Linked DNA regions of Hordeum vulgare: region 1 is linked to region 2. Evidence: chromatin contacts called from public Hi-C data. All regions are on one chromosome and are shown on one strand. Each heading gives the region's core, a stretch centred on a gene start, on an enhancer-like site or on the middle of the called end of the contact. The rest is flanking DNA. Distances are from core to core; before and after follow the strand shown.

Evidence for each region. Hi-C and Micro-C count contacts between places; a contact is called where the count stands out from the background.
Region 1: a Hi-C map of leaf shows a contact between it and region 2, with 5 times the contacts expected there. The contact joins the enhancer-like site here to the promoter of LOC123404932 in region 2. A contact is called at or near these places in 3 of 6 Hi-C or Micro-C datasets (leaf and seedling).

The regions. Positions count from the first base shown.
Region 1 is chr6H:296,047,874-296,054,789 of MorexV3_pseudomolecules_assembly, reverse strand. No RefSeq gene overlaps it. Among protein-coding and RNA genes, the nearest start is that of LOC123402454, 330 kb to the right of the region's middle. Within about 2 kb of position 2,604, at least 1 of the 3 cell types and tissues checked has open chromatin away from gene starts, as enhancers often do. A contact at or near this core is called in leaf, where this site is marked.
Region 2 is chr6H:295,276,091-295,283,115 of MorexV3_pseudomolecules_assembly, reverse strand. It overlaps LOC123404932 (LRR receptor kinase SERK2-like), which reads left to right and starts at 4,136. Exons shown (of 11, transcript XM_045098837.1): 1 at 4,136-4,649; 2 at 5,245-5,377; 3 at 5,460-5,531. The coding sequence starts at 4,550.

The sequences.
Region 1 (6,916 bases), core at 1,355-3,854, 770 kb before region 2:
AAAGACAAGCAACAACATGGCATTTACATGTTAAAGTTTAATGATGAACATGATACATCGAGAGCAATATGACAAAATACCGCTAGAATAACATCAGATGAGCATGGCATGAACATGTTACTCAAGGCATGAACAAATATGACACTAGCATTCAACATGTTTAACATATCATGGACCAACTTACTCTGTTCGGAGGTTACCCTGTAACCACCATAGATATACCAATCTTTCTTACCGTCATGGTCATCATGGGAACACGCTACCACTATCAAGAATAACGTGGTGATTCTCAAAGATCACCTTATCATTATCAAGAATACCGCCGTGATCCTCCCGTGACCACATAAAGATCAAGCAACTTCTTTCTCATTGAACCAAGGTTATTTATTAGCCAGGTTATTATTACTGTTGACCCATAGTGTGACCTCCTATGAACTGGGCTCATATCCGTGGGCACGGCTATTTATAGAATATACACACTCTGCGAAGGTTAGTACAATGTACCCACACCAGGCAGGTGGACCTACGGCGTTCATACAAAACCAATCTATTGCATGACACTCTCCCGCCCCTCCGACCAACTCCCCTTTGGGGTAAGTCATGGGTGGTGCCGGATGTCACTCTCGACATCAAATGGCCACCACCATGGCAAAACAAAAACGACCCCAAACGTGGACAAAGGCACCTACAACAACTACGAGTAGACAAGGTTATCGCCGCCTACCCGGCTAGGATAGCGTGCACGCATAACCTTCCCTACTTGGGGCACCGACAAGAGACATGACAATAGAATGCATTAAGGCCTTCCCATATATGCAAGTGTGGCTGCACTGGTTAGCTCGACTCGATGGCACTATGACTCAGCCAACACGTGTTCAAGTTCGATAGAAGTCTAGTTTAACTTGCATGATGATGAGTGGAGTCGTAATAATAAAAAGTATGATGAAATGATAATGCATAAGACCAGGATATCAACATGAACAGGGATGAGCAACATAACTATTTAACATATCAACGACAATAAATCATTCTCTAGATGCAAATGAGTATGGCATACTTATGGTCATGAATATTACAAGTGTAATGTATATAATAAAATTTAAGATGGACCTAGCATGATCACTAGCACCAGAAAATAATTACCATAAAAGTAATTACTCAACCAACTAGTTGCAATTGATCATGGCGTAAAGATAAGCAGGGATTCGCAAGAATGTATATAGCATTCCAAAAATATTAACATGCCCAAAGTATATAAATAGTCAATTATAAAACCATGGCTACTCTAAGGCCAACATGGAGGTGGCTGTCATGGCTTGCCTGGCGTGAAGGGTTCTCCGGGAGTAAGTGCAATGAAGCTCGTGGAAAGATTCTCCGGAACGTTTATTTCTTAGAGGGGGCTCATTAGGGGCAAAGGCAAAATGGTCATTTTCACAGTGTATCACATCATGAAAATGGTACAACAGAATGGGCTCGACAAACAGATCATGTGGGCTTTGGAATCACCTGATTCGGAGTTACGGTCGGTTATGGATAGTTGAAAGTTAGGGACTTATTTGTAAAACAAATATGTACAAACCAGCCCCTGACTAAGTAGATAGTAAACGTCTTCCGTGAAAATACGCCTTGTGCAAAAGAACATGTATTCCAGCTATAGAAGAACCAGAGTACGCTTTCTAACTTGGAAAGCATATTCTAGATAATACGTTTCAACTAAAGTTGCGGGGCCGACCATCGGTTTCACTTATAGGCGGGCCCCGTGTTGATTCTCTATGTTCTGTCGCCCACCTTCTTCCACCTCGCGACCACGGGAATAGAGGAGGGTCCGAGTGCATGTCGGCGCCCGTCCCGGCTCCAGCGGCCACCTCCGGCGACGCTCGAGCTACTGGCCGGACCGGGGGGCTTCCGACAGCTTGGTCCACGCTCATAGGATAACTCGGGGCTGAGTGGGTCGTTGACCATGGCGGCTGATGGCGTCGGCCATCATGGGGAACACTCGGCTCGGCCACCGGGAAGGAGCTAGGGTGGTGTGGATTTTTGAGGAGGCCAGGGGATCGCTGTGGTGAGGTTCCGAGGGTGAATGGGGCTCCGATGAGCTTGAATTTACGTGGACCGAGGCGGAGCTCATGGCGGGAGTGAGAGGTCTGGAGGAGCTCCGGGAGCGAATTGAGAGGCCGGGGAGGCGTCTAGGAGCATGTAGGAGAGCTTGGTGAGGTTGAGAAGCCTCGGGGAGGGCTATATATAGCCGGACCTCAAGATGGGGCGAGAACGACCACGATGACGCGTGTGCCGGCGCTCTGGCATGAATCAACGATGCGAAGGGGAGGGGCGGTGTTTCCAGAGGCTACACGAGGAGGAGAGAAGACCCAAGCATGCTTGAAAAGGCTCGGGGCGATGCGGGCGATGCGGGCGATCGGCCGACTGCGGAGCAGCCCGCGTCTGCCCCTCTACACGGCCTCCGCCCTGCGTACGAGATGACCTGAGAGGGGGAGAGAGATTCAGGGTGATGGCCATGGTACAGTGGAGCTACTAGACATGGCGAGATACCGATAGCTTGAGGGAACGTACGAGAACATTGGGAACATACGAGAACAGTGGTCACAATTGCGAGAGCGCGTGGACGGACATGCCAAAGATATAGTCACCGCGTGAACGTGACAGTAACTCGTGCTCTGAGCAGCCAAAGGCGATTGTTCATTCACAACTGAGTGTGAAAGTGCAAATGAATAAGAATAGTAACCATAGATATGACCATAGCTTGCTCTAAGACAACAGAACAACAAAGTGTGTGTTGTGGAGTGAACAATACAAATGTGGAGAGAGACTCTGATCTTTGGCTTAGAGTGATCAAACGGATGAAGTGAACTAGCACTTGTTGCACAAAGTGTCAAACTGGACAGAACTTAATATGTTCAAGTAGCCCTCACTTAGATCGTTGGACTGCGTTGAATTTTGATGAAGGATAGTTATTTGGGCCTATGAACGTACTCTAAAAGTTGCATACCATTTGGACATAGAAAAATAGTACTTAGTTCACAATGCTTCATTATGGACAAAAACTTAGAAAAATAGGAGAGGGAAAATGGATAGGTAAAATGGTCTCAAAGTTTGTGGATATAGGTTATATGGGTAGGAGCATGTCCTGTTAAATGTTCAGCAATAATGAAGCAATATAAAATACAGTTGCTTCAGAAACTAAAAATGTGACCAGAATCAAAGATTTGATGGTGAGCTCACATACATAGATGACATGAGCTCAAATTCGGAGGAGAGCTATGATTTGATGATATGGAGGATGTGACAAAAAATTAACTCATTTGTATATGCCTAGCTAGTACCTCCTTCACAAAGTTCCTTTCTGAACACAAACTTCGGAAAATAGCTGAGGAAAAATTACTAGGCAAATCAAGTTTAATTTTGGCATGAGATAATGATATGGATAGGAAAGAGTTCTCAAAAAGCTTGAGGGCAATCAAGAAAAGATAAGTTACACTTGCTTCTCAAAGTGCCATTTAGGGAGAATACAAAAATAAATATTTGTGAATAAGTTATGAAAATTTCTAGGAAGGGTTTGGACATATTTGAGGAAGATATGTCCCAAAGTATTTATGATAATTATTTGGGAATTTTGGGAGTGGTAGAAATATAGGTTGATTCACAACCTAGAGCAAAAAAGAATTATTCCTTTAATAGAAAAAGGAATATTCCCACCAAAAAGAATTTGGTTAGCGCAAAGATGGAAATGACATGATCTTGGGATGGATTTGAGAATGACAAGCCACTTTGACACTTGTGAAGAGATGATCTTCCCAAGTTTCAATACCACATAGCCACAGAAAAAGACTTCAAAGAAAAAATCCAAAGAAAGAAAAAAAAGAAAAAAAGAAAGGACCAAAATACAGGGTGTTACAAATCTTCCCCCTTAAAGAAATCTCGTCCTCAAGATTTGATTGCTCAGGGAACAAGCATGAATATGTTGACTTAGGGGTTGTTCAGAATCCCACCAGCTCCGGGGAGCTGTGAGCCAGCAAACCGGGGCTCCGCAAATTTTAACTATAACTCCATCAGCTCCGGTAGTGGCGCTTTGGAGCGGAGTACCTCCGAACAGGGCCTTAAGGAAACTATTTCCAACTCGGGTATCCTTTTATGTTTATATGATGTTCCCCCTTGAATTTCATATGGCTTGACTGCTTGGCTCTGGGGTGGTTTGCTTCATTGTATCCTTATTCACACAAGTATTACCTCACGTGTTCATGCTTATGCGGGCTCCCATTTATTTCATATCTGTCGGCTTAGCTGGAGTGTGATCGATTATCATGACAAACCTACATGCCCTTCTCACAAGTCCGAGAGTGATTTTCGATGGACGTGTCGTTCTTATATACCATACTGAAACATTCCATGGGATTGTGAACAAATTTCCTCGATGGACACGAAACATTTTACTCCCTGCATTGGGTTGGTCAACTAGGTGTATGTCCTCCGGGTTTAGAACAGTGTTGTGAATAACAACCGTTTTCCTGGCGGAATCTGACTTCTCGGCGGGATTCCTGTAGCATCTTTGCTAGTTCCACTGTCTTAGGTGTCAAATATGTACCAAAGACTTGACTATCGACTGTCATGGCGAGTATAAAGAAGTACTACATTATAATAGTAGCATCTTGACGGATGGTGGTTCTGACAGGAGCATCTTGTTCTCGGCAGGGTATCCTTTAACTGATTCCCATACACGAGAGCACATGCTCCAAGGATGTTGCTCAACATTCAGATTTCTCATTCTGTCAGTATATCCATGTGTATCACAGACTGTGTGATACTTTAACATGGTCGCTGGAGTGAGTCTTTTTATTTGGCCTTTGGTCTCCAAGACAGGCTTGGATATTCGATACTGACAATTCTGAGCATATAGTGTTGGTTGACGGGTTACCTTGATAAGAGGTCCATATAGATTAAGTAGACCCCTTAGGTGTATATTCCCGGTGATCGATACCGAACCTGGATGTCTTGGTTGTGTTTACTATATTGTTCATGCAACAATTAACAAACATGTATTGCCGGCCTTGCTCCTTCATTGTTGTTTTATTTGTCTGGATCCTTTGCTGAAAGAACTTGTCCATATATATATATATATATATATATATATATATATATATATATATATATATATATATATATATATCTTCAATTCTTCGTGTGAGCAGATGTATTGACGGGTGCAATATTTTGGATAAGCACTCCCAAAATTGTTGCCCCATGTTGTCTTTCTTGAAAACTTGTGAGTCCTTGCATCACCCACTGAAGTCTATAACTGGGTTTCTTCCTCTTGTAAAACTGGTGAGTTTGTCGGATTCTTACATTGACTTCATCATCGTACGAGTGACTTGCAAGAACTTGGCAGCAAGCTCACAATATATATATGAGAATACATATAGCTCAACACTTGATTCACGAGGCACACACTTGTGTCCTGACTGATTTCTTGTTTCTGACAACACCGTTGTGGATCTGATCCTTGAGATACACTACCATATGCTGCCATAGAGCTATGTAATATCTTGCACCAGTGCCATACTGAGGAAAGTTGGACTACTTGTGTTGGAAGTTGTCGAGAATATCGTGATGAGGAAGCCTGCATAGCTTAGGCTCAAAGCTTTCATCGGGGTAGCTTGTTGAGGAAGGCTCGGTACCGCACTTTGGAAGTCCCCCCTTAAAGACTCACCGGGGAAGACTCCGTACCTTATGTTGGAAGCTTTTGTAGTAGCTCCTGGAAGTAGCCTGGGTATCGTGCACGGAAGTCATCCACGTATCGTACTAAGGAAGATAGAGCAATCTTGAAGTGGAAGCTTCTCAGCTTCTTGTAGTCTATCATCCCTAATAAGCGAGGCTGTCACATACACCACCGCTCAGAGGAACCGACATCCTCGTCGGGCCATCGGAGCATTCCCTCTTGGCACAAATGTTTGTGCATCTAGTCAAGTACATGTTCCATGTCGTGTGCCACGACAGGTCACAAACGTCATGAACACGCCCCGGACACACCCTCCGTTGGTTGTTACTCCTCGCGGGATCTAGACTAGCCCCACATATTAATACTAGTCTTTTCTGTGGACTTTGTCCTCACTCATGCGCACCCGGGATCAACTTCCTGGTAGGTCACCCATCCTAGAACTACTCCAAGCCGGGCATGCTTAACCTGGGAGTTCTGTTCGAATTGGCTCCCGGAAAAGAAGGAATTCCTTATTGATATGAGTAGTCTATCATCCCTCATAAGCCAGGATATCACACTTCTATCATAGATATGTTGACTCAGCGCCATATATATACCCTTTCATATTTCTACTGCGGTTACTTGTATGAAAAAGGGTGCTCGATTATCCTTCTTGTTGAGTATTGAATTCATAAACATTGTGGCTCGCGCCTGGAGTGTAGGATGTTTGAAAAATCATACTCCTAGCAGAATCAAACATTGCATATTACCCATACCTTTGACTGATAATATATTGTTGGTCTGGCACACCACCTGTTTTCTGGCTATTTTCATCATTACTAGTGTGAAAAGTGCACAATGAGGTAGAGATGATGCTGATAATCTAGCCAGAACATTATATGCATTTACACCAGATATTCCCAATACAATGCAGTCAGTTGAGGATTCCATGATAATTAGCTCAGCCTCCAAATATTTGAACTCCTTTTTGATTCTTCGGGTCCATTGTCGGTTAATGAGAAACTTACACAAGGGGATATATGGTAACATTGAGGGCCCAAAGAAATAAGCAAAAGAAACGAATGAAACCAAAGAACACAAGTCATACAAATAATATCATATTCAAGCAACATGACCTTTGATTGCTACTCACAACAATATGCAGGCATGCCTATGCACACAAATCTTGCAAGACCTCCAGTTCTATGA
Region 2 (7,025 bases), core at 2,887-5,386:
GTGTGCTTATTCGTTGAATCGCCCTTCTTGGGCGAGTTACCCTTACCATCCTCGCCGGGATCCTTGGTATCATCGGCTTCGGCGTACCTAGTGAGGGTATCCATCAGCTCGCCCATATCCTGGACTTTCCGTTTGAGTCGCCCCAGCTTCTGGACCAGCGGTTCGTAGTGGCAGTTGTGCTCGAGGATAAGCACAGCTTGCGCTGCCGTGATGCCATCCGATGAATGGATAATTTCCGCGACTCGCCGCGACCAATGATGCGCCGACTCATCCGGGCGTTGCACGCAGTGTTGTAAGTCGACGATTGTCATCGGTCGTTTGCAAGTTCCCCGGAAGTTTTTGATGAAACGTTCCTTCAACTCGGCCCAGGACTGGATAGAATTGGGGGGTAAATTCTTCAACCAAGTGCGTGCCGATCCCTCGAGCATCATGGTGAAATATCTGGCACAAACCGCCTCGTTTACGTCGAGCATGTCCATGGCGATCTCATAGCCCTCGATCCAAGATGTTGGTTCGAGGTCTGGTGTGTAATTAGGCACCTTTCTTGGTCCTTTGAAGTCCTTGGGCATTCTTTTGTTTCGAAGGGCCAGGGACAAGCAGGGCACCCCAACTCGCCCTCCGGTCCCCGCGGGAGGAGTCTGAGCCTCTTGAGTGTTGGGTGGACCTCCGCCCGGCGGGTCCCGCTCGGGCGGGTTGTCCTGCGGGAGGTGTCGCGGGGCGCTGTTTACGGCAGGCTGATCCTCCGGCCAACCCCTGGTATAGCTCGCCTGGGGGGTGGAGTGTAGCCGTTCGGGGCTGTGTGAGAACTGCGCGTTTTGGACCACCGCCGTTTTCAACATCTCAATGGCGTTCCTTGCTTCGATCTCAGCTGGGGTGTTGCCGTGGATCGGGAGGGACTCCAGATGGCGAGTTGCGGCAAGCACGTTATCCACCAGGTTAGAGAAGTGGCCTCGGGGGGTATGGAAACGAGGGATTTGACCCTCAGTCGGCTGAATCGGCGGGTTAGGAGGGCGGCCCATCCCTCCTGCTGGGGCGGCTCCCATCCCGGGCGTTTGGGGAGTGTCGAACAGGCGAGTCGGATTGAGATCATGGGGCAGGCGTCCCTGGTGCCTCCGCTGATGGACGGCGTCGGATGCGCGCTGCTGTCTTTCGAGCCGCCAATTGTCGGTGTTCAACCGCATCCTTTCGGCCGTAATCTGGGCCTGTCGAGTTTCCATCCTGGCGGACTCCGTCTCAGCATCCTGATGGGCCTTTGCCACCGCCTCCCTCAGCTTTGCTATCTCCGCATTTATCTCTCCTTGGTTCTCTGGTGTGAGGGGGGTTGACATTAGTCTTGTGATTTCCGCCGCTAAATCCACTAGGACTGCTGACGCACTTCTGGACGTCCCGCCGGCTCCATCGCCCCCGGCGGGGTTCGGTGCGGGTTGAGTCGCCCCGGCCATGTAGATGGCGATCTGGCGGCGGGTTCGATCGAGGATTTCCGGATCCATGGCCAATGACAAGCCCCCAAGACCGTCTCCGTGGAGGGACTGGATGGAATTGGAGTCGCCCATGGATGACTCGTCGTCAGAGTTGACGGGGGTGACCTCCTGAGCCGCCGCGCGCTCTGGTTCCTCCGATCCCTGTGTGAAACCCACAAAGACCGGGCGGGTCAGATTCCGGGTTATGACTGGATGAACGTACCTGGCCGGCTCGACGATGTCGGAGGAGGTGTCCGGCTCAGGAACGGGTGACCCGATCATGCCGATGAAGACGTTGATCTTGCCGAAGGGGACCCTGTAGCCTGATTCGAGAGAATTTGCTTCAGGTCCCCATCGCCTGTTGTCGATGTAGGCTATGCCGCGTCGGCTCCAAGTCATGAGCGCCGCCGCATAACTCCCAGACCCTGGTAGGGCTCCCTTTGAGAACTCAACTCCACGTGCGCAGGCCCCACGGTGGGCGCCAACTGTCGTGGTTTTGTCACGGCAGATGTCCTCGTGAAAGGACTTAGTACTGGAGCCATCGCACCTTGGTGGCGACTCAAAGGGGTTAAGCGAGAGAGACACGGTGATTTACCCAGGTTCGGCCCCTCGAGAAGAGGTAATAGCCTACGTCCTGCTCTGTGTGTATTGATGTGGATTCGATTACAAGGAAGGCGTAACTCGCCCTAACCTAGCACTCAATGATTTCTAACCTGCCTCTCCCCCTCCAGACTCGCCTTTATATATAGGTCGAAGCCTTAGGGTTTACAAGAGTCCCTTCCTCTTTACAAATCGTGACCACTGCGGTCTCTAAGCCGCCGTCTTGCAAAACTCAGAGTCCTTCCATAAATCATAATCATCCTGCGACTTGGAAACGCCCGGGTTGAGGCCCAACTAGTCATAAAGGATGAATCGCCTTAACAGTAACCCGGCCCATATTCGGCGGGTCACTTAACAAGCAATATCCCCAACAGGTAGGGTTTGTCTGGCGGCCCGTGTGAGAGTGGGACGAGGCGAGCACGGGATTGGTTGCAAGACGCGCGGAGCAGATTGGCCAAAAACCTAGTGCACGCGGGAGTCGACGAACCCAGCCAACCAACATGCAACGTGAGCCCACCTGGCGAGCAAAAACAACCGCAGGATGAAAATCAAGTTTAACTGTTGTAAAGATCTAACGACTCAGACACATGAAAAGGCTAATCGGACGGTCAGAGAAACCCCAAATCGGGGGAGCCCTTGGGAGGGCGGGTCGCCCAACATCCTTAGGGCATGTACATCGGTTTAGACAATGTCTGACTATAATGGCTTGACATGTCATGTGCAGACAACGCTAAGGGCAACATGTACATTGGGACCTTGTTTGGTCGGCTATTGAAACAAAAAACAATTTGACAAATCTTTTACTTGATCTAGACTTAACATTTGGGGATTTGATCGTGGCTGCTGAACTTACGCTGGATGGAAAGGCTAGACCGCTAGATCGACCACGGAAGGAGAAAACCGTTGTAATTGCAGACGGCCTCGATACAACGGTACATTGTCGTCTGTATCTCCCGATTTTCCTGCCCCGCAGATCGTCTGGTATTTTACCGACGACCTCTTTCCCTCTCTTGATTCTCTCTCCTCCACATCATTTAAAATCCTAATTATCAACTCTTATAGACAGCGACAGCTGATTGTACATCATTGTACATGCCCTTATAGGTTAGAATTGGCCCAAGTCCATGGGACCCACAGCCCACTAACATCTGGCCTCATAGGACATTCTTTATTCAAAGCTCTCTGAAATCCCCGTAAATAAAAGGGAGCTGCTAGGCGTCCACCGGTGGATCCGTATCAAATATCCATCACCCAAATAGCCGTCTGATTACGCGCGCGTAGCCGTCCGATCTACCAGTTGGGTCGCTTCTTTCGGTCAAATACAACCTGAAACAACAACCCAGTTGCGGAAACAATTGCTTTGTTGCGAAATAATTTTGGACCCATTAATTCTTGAAACAACAGTCGAGTTGCAGAAACAATTGCTTTGTTGCAGAATTTTTTTCTTCGTCTTTGTACAACATAGGTACTGTTGCGGAAGAATTTTTTGCAACAAAGATCATGTTGCAGAAAACTTTTACAACATAGATCAGCTTGTATAATTTTTTGTCTTCATCTTTCTGCAACATAGATACTGTTGCGGAAGAAATTGTTGTAACATAGGTACTTTTGCAACTGGCCTCAAGGGATCCAGATTCAGATCCTGCAACATAGGAGGTGCTGTGGTGCGCAAACTGCAACAAGCGCTAAGTTGCACAAGTGCAAGCTAGGTGAGTCTACATAAAACAAGCGTTGCACAAGCGAGAGGCTCTGCCCTTAAGGAATTCAGATTCAGATCCTGCATCATAGAACGTGATGCGGTACGCAATCTGCAACAAGCGTTAAGTTACAGAATGATAAACTATACGAGTTCAAATAAGACACGCGTCGCACGGACGAGACGGCGGCCGCACGATCAGCCGGCTGGAGCACAAGGTTTTCCTAAATAAAAAGAAAAACTTCGTTCACAAGGTCAAAACAATGATTTTGCTCTACGGGCGACGAGAGTGGGCACAAAGACCGCGTCCACGAGATCCTCGGCACACCGTCAGCAGATGCCCTCCTCCTGCTCCCTCCGTATTCTTCTCACTAGCTCCATCAATTCAGCCGCCCCACCACACCCCCTGTACTCCTTCACCACCACACCTCATCGCTTTCATGTGGGCCCTCAACTCCGTGACCCACAAATCGGCCAAGTTGTAAGATTCCTGTAAGCTGTAGCCTTCCTCCTCACCCAGCATAGGCGATGGTCCCGTCGCCCAGTAGAACAATTTACTATACAAGTCGGAGCATACACACACGCACTACGAACTTAATTAAAGCTACAGAAATTTATCCCACCCATTCCATTAGGGAAGAGAGGGAGGGAGGAAGAAAGAAGACGCCGAGCTATCAACGGCGACGCGGCGGCCCAGCAGATCCGTACAGCTCGGGGGATCTTGGGGAAGGGAGAACTGGTGGGGGCCGCCTATGCGTCGGTGAGGTGGGGCCCAGTCGGCGCTAGAGCAGGAATGGCGGCGGCGGTGTTGGGGGGTGGGAGGTGGCGACCGGTGGTCGTCGCTGTGTTGATGGTTGTTGCGGGGGTGGGCCATGTCGTCGCCAACACGGAGGGTAAGCTGCTTTGATCTGCTCATGGTCGTTGATGTGGGGATGCTGGTCGGTTGGTTTGGTGTATGGTTAGTGATTTTCAGTTGCTTTTATTAGCACAAGCTTGAGATGAACGGTCACATCCTGTACTACCTAGCTTTGCGCAGTCGAATTTGGTTGGAAGGGAATTTATTGTTCCGTATAGTTGATTTTCAACATTACATAGTTTCTCTAGTTTGGCCTGATTGGTCTGCTTTGTGTGTGTAAGGATAGATATCTGGTTCTTTCTTATTCCAAAGCAAAAGAATAAGCGCTGATGAGGAATTGCTATTTTGACTCTCAGGTGAGATATTTTACAAGAATGCAATTGTGCAACAAAGCATTCTTGTAAAGGCTTGCGATTAGAAATCCTTTGTTGCACAATTGCATAATTAAACAGTATACAAATTGATGGGCTGCTTGATAATCTCTTTACTTTGATGATTACATAGTTTTTGCCCAGCATACCTGTTTCCTTGTAATACTTGTTCCGTATATAGTCACTCAAGAAGCTTCTTTATATATTCTTCATAAGCTTGTATATGTCGGCCCATGCTAATTTACCTTTTGTCAATAATAGGTGATGCTCTGTATAACCTGCGTCAGAGCCTGAAGGATAGCAACAATGTATTGCAGAGTTGGGATCCCACTCTTGTTAACCCTTGTACATGGTTTCATGTTACATGTAACAATGACAACAGTGTAATTAGAGTGTAAGTTGACAAAAAACTCTCAGCATGCATACCAAAGGGTTCAAGAGTGATCATCTTCGTTATACCCTTTTGCTCTTTTCAGTGACCTTGGAAATGCACAATTATCTGGTGTACTAGTGTCCCAACTTGGGCAGCTGAAAAATCTCCAATATTTGTAAGTTCTGGATGCCATGCACTACATTTTGCAAACTGTAGACTGGCACTTAATACATCTTATATGCAAATTTGGTAAAATATAGTACTAAAAGCTTGCCGCTTCTTATATTCATACAACATCTTATTATTTATTTACTCTAATCGTTTGGTGTCGATGGTGTGACTTGGATCTATTGTTCTCTAGTGGAACACATGCCTTACATAGAGGGGTTACAACCGCAGATGCACTCCACCTAATTTAAGAAATCCTTTCCTAATTCAAGCACTTCCCTAACTTACTTGGCAAGAAATATCAACAGTAAGCAACTTGGGTTCTGCAATCTCAGTTGTGCCCAACTCTTCTTCCTAGTTGCTGCTAACCAGGTCTCGGTAGTTCCACATTACATGAGCAGTGGTGAAAGGTCAGATCTTGTGCCGACAGTGCAACTAATCGACTAATCGAGGGACCCTTCATGAGCGTATGCCTGATATCGCTATGAACTTCGTCGAAGGTTTCCTCTATGTCAAATTGGCTATCTGGTCATTGACAACTTCTCCAAATATGCCCACTTCACCCCTCCAGGTCATCCTTATTCACTTAGCTCTATGGCTCAGGTGTTATTTGATTAGGTGCATGGCATCCCAAGTTTCATTATCTGGCACATCCTTGTTTGTGATCAATGATGATTGGTACCATGATTCCAGTCATGTTGCAAGGGCGTGTGCTTTGAACTATGTCTTTTGTCTTATGTACCTGCCATGCTCCTGGAACTAGGCAAATCTTGGTAAGATGGACTTGTCTTCCAGAGTGAGGCTGTCTAGGAGAATATTACAGAAACCAAGCAGCACTAAACTTTTTCTAGCTTCACGGTGAGTCGTTTGCCATGAAGAGGGGTGATGAGTTGATGACACTCACGTGGGAACTCTCCTACTGCCGGAGACTTAGAGCTACCAATGTTCAGACACAAGATTTATGCGTAGTTGGGCTGAATCTAGGATTGCTGTTCCTTGACCAATACTTAAGAGCTAGGAGTTCGAAGTAAGGGAACCTATATTGAATTTAGAGTTATGTCTGGTTGAAACCCCCCTATACAAGGGGACTGAAGTATCAGTAAGGGAAAGTAGTAATTACTCTATCCTCACATTCCTGATTTTTTTCTCCTCACTCCTCGGCCTCAGGGCCTCTAAGCACGTGGAAGACAGCTGGTTCCAAACTAGGGTTTGGCACCTCTCAAGCCTGTAATGCACTCACTGCGGGATTACATATGAGTTAACTTGCTATTTGATTTACTAAGTTGGGTCTATTTATGTATTTCCCCTTCACAAGAGTTGTGATTGGTCACGAATGTCACACCTGCCTCCCTAATCTTACTCCAACGACAAATGCCCCTCCCAACCTGCATCACTGCCCCACAGTAGTGTAGCGTCTTTGGCGGAGATGGCCTAACTGGTCTGTTTACTGTATCTTAGGACTAGCCTTACAGATAAGATCCTTGTGCAGATAGTGAACTGA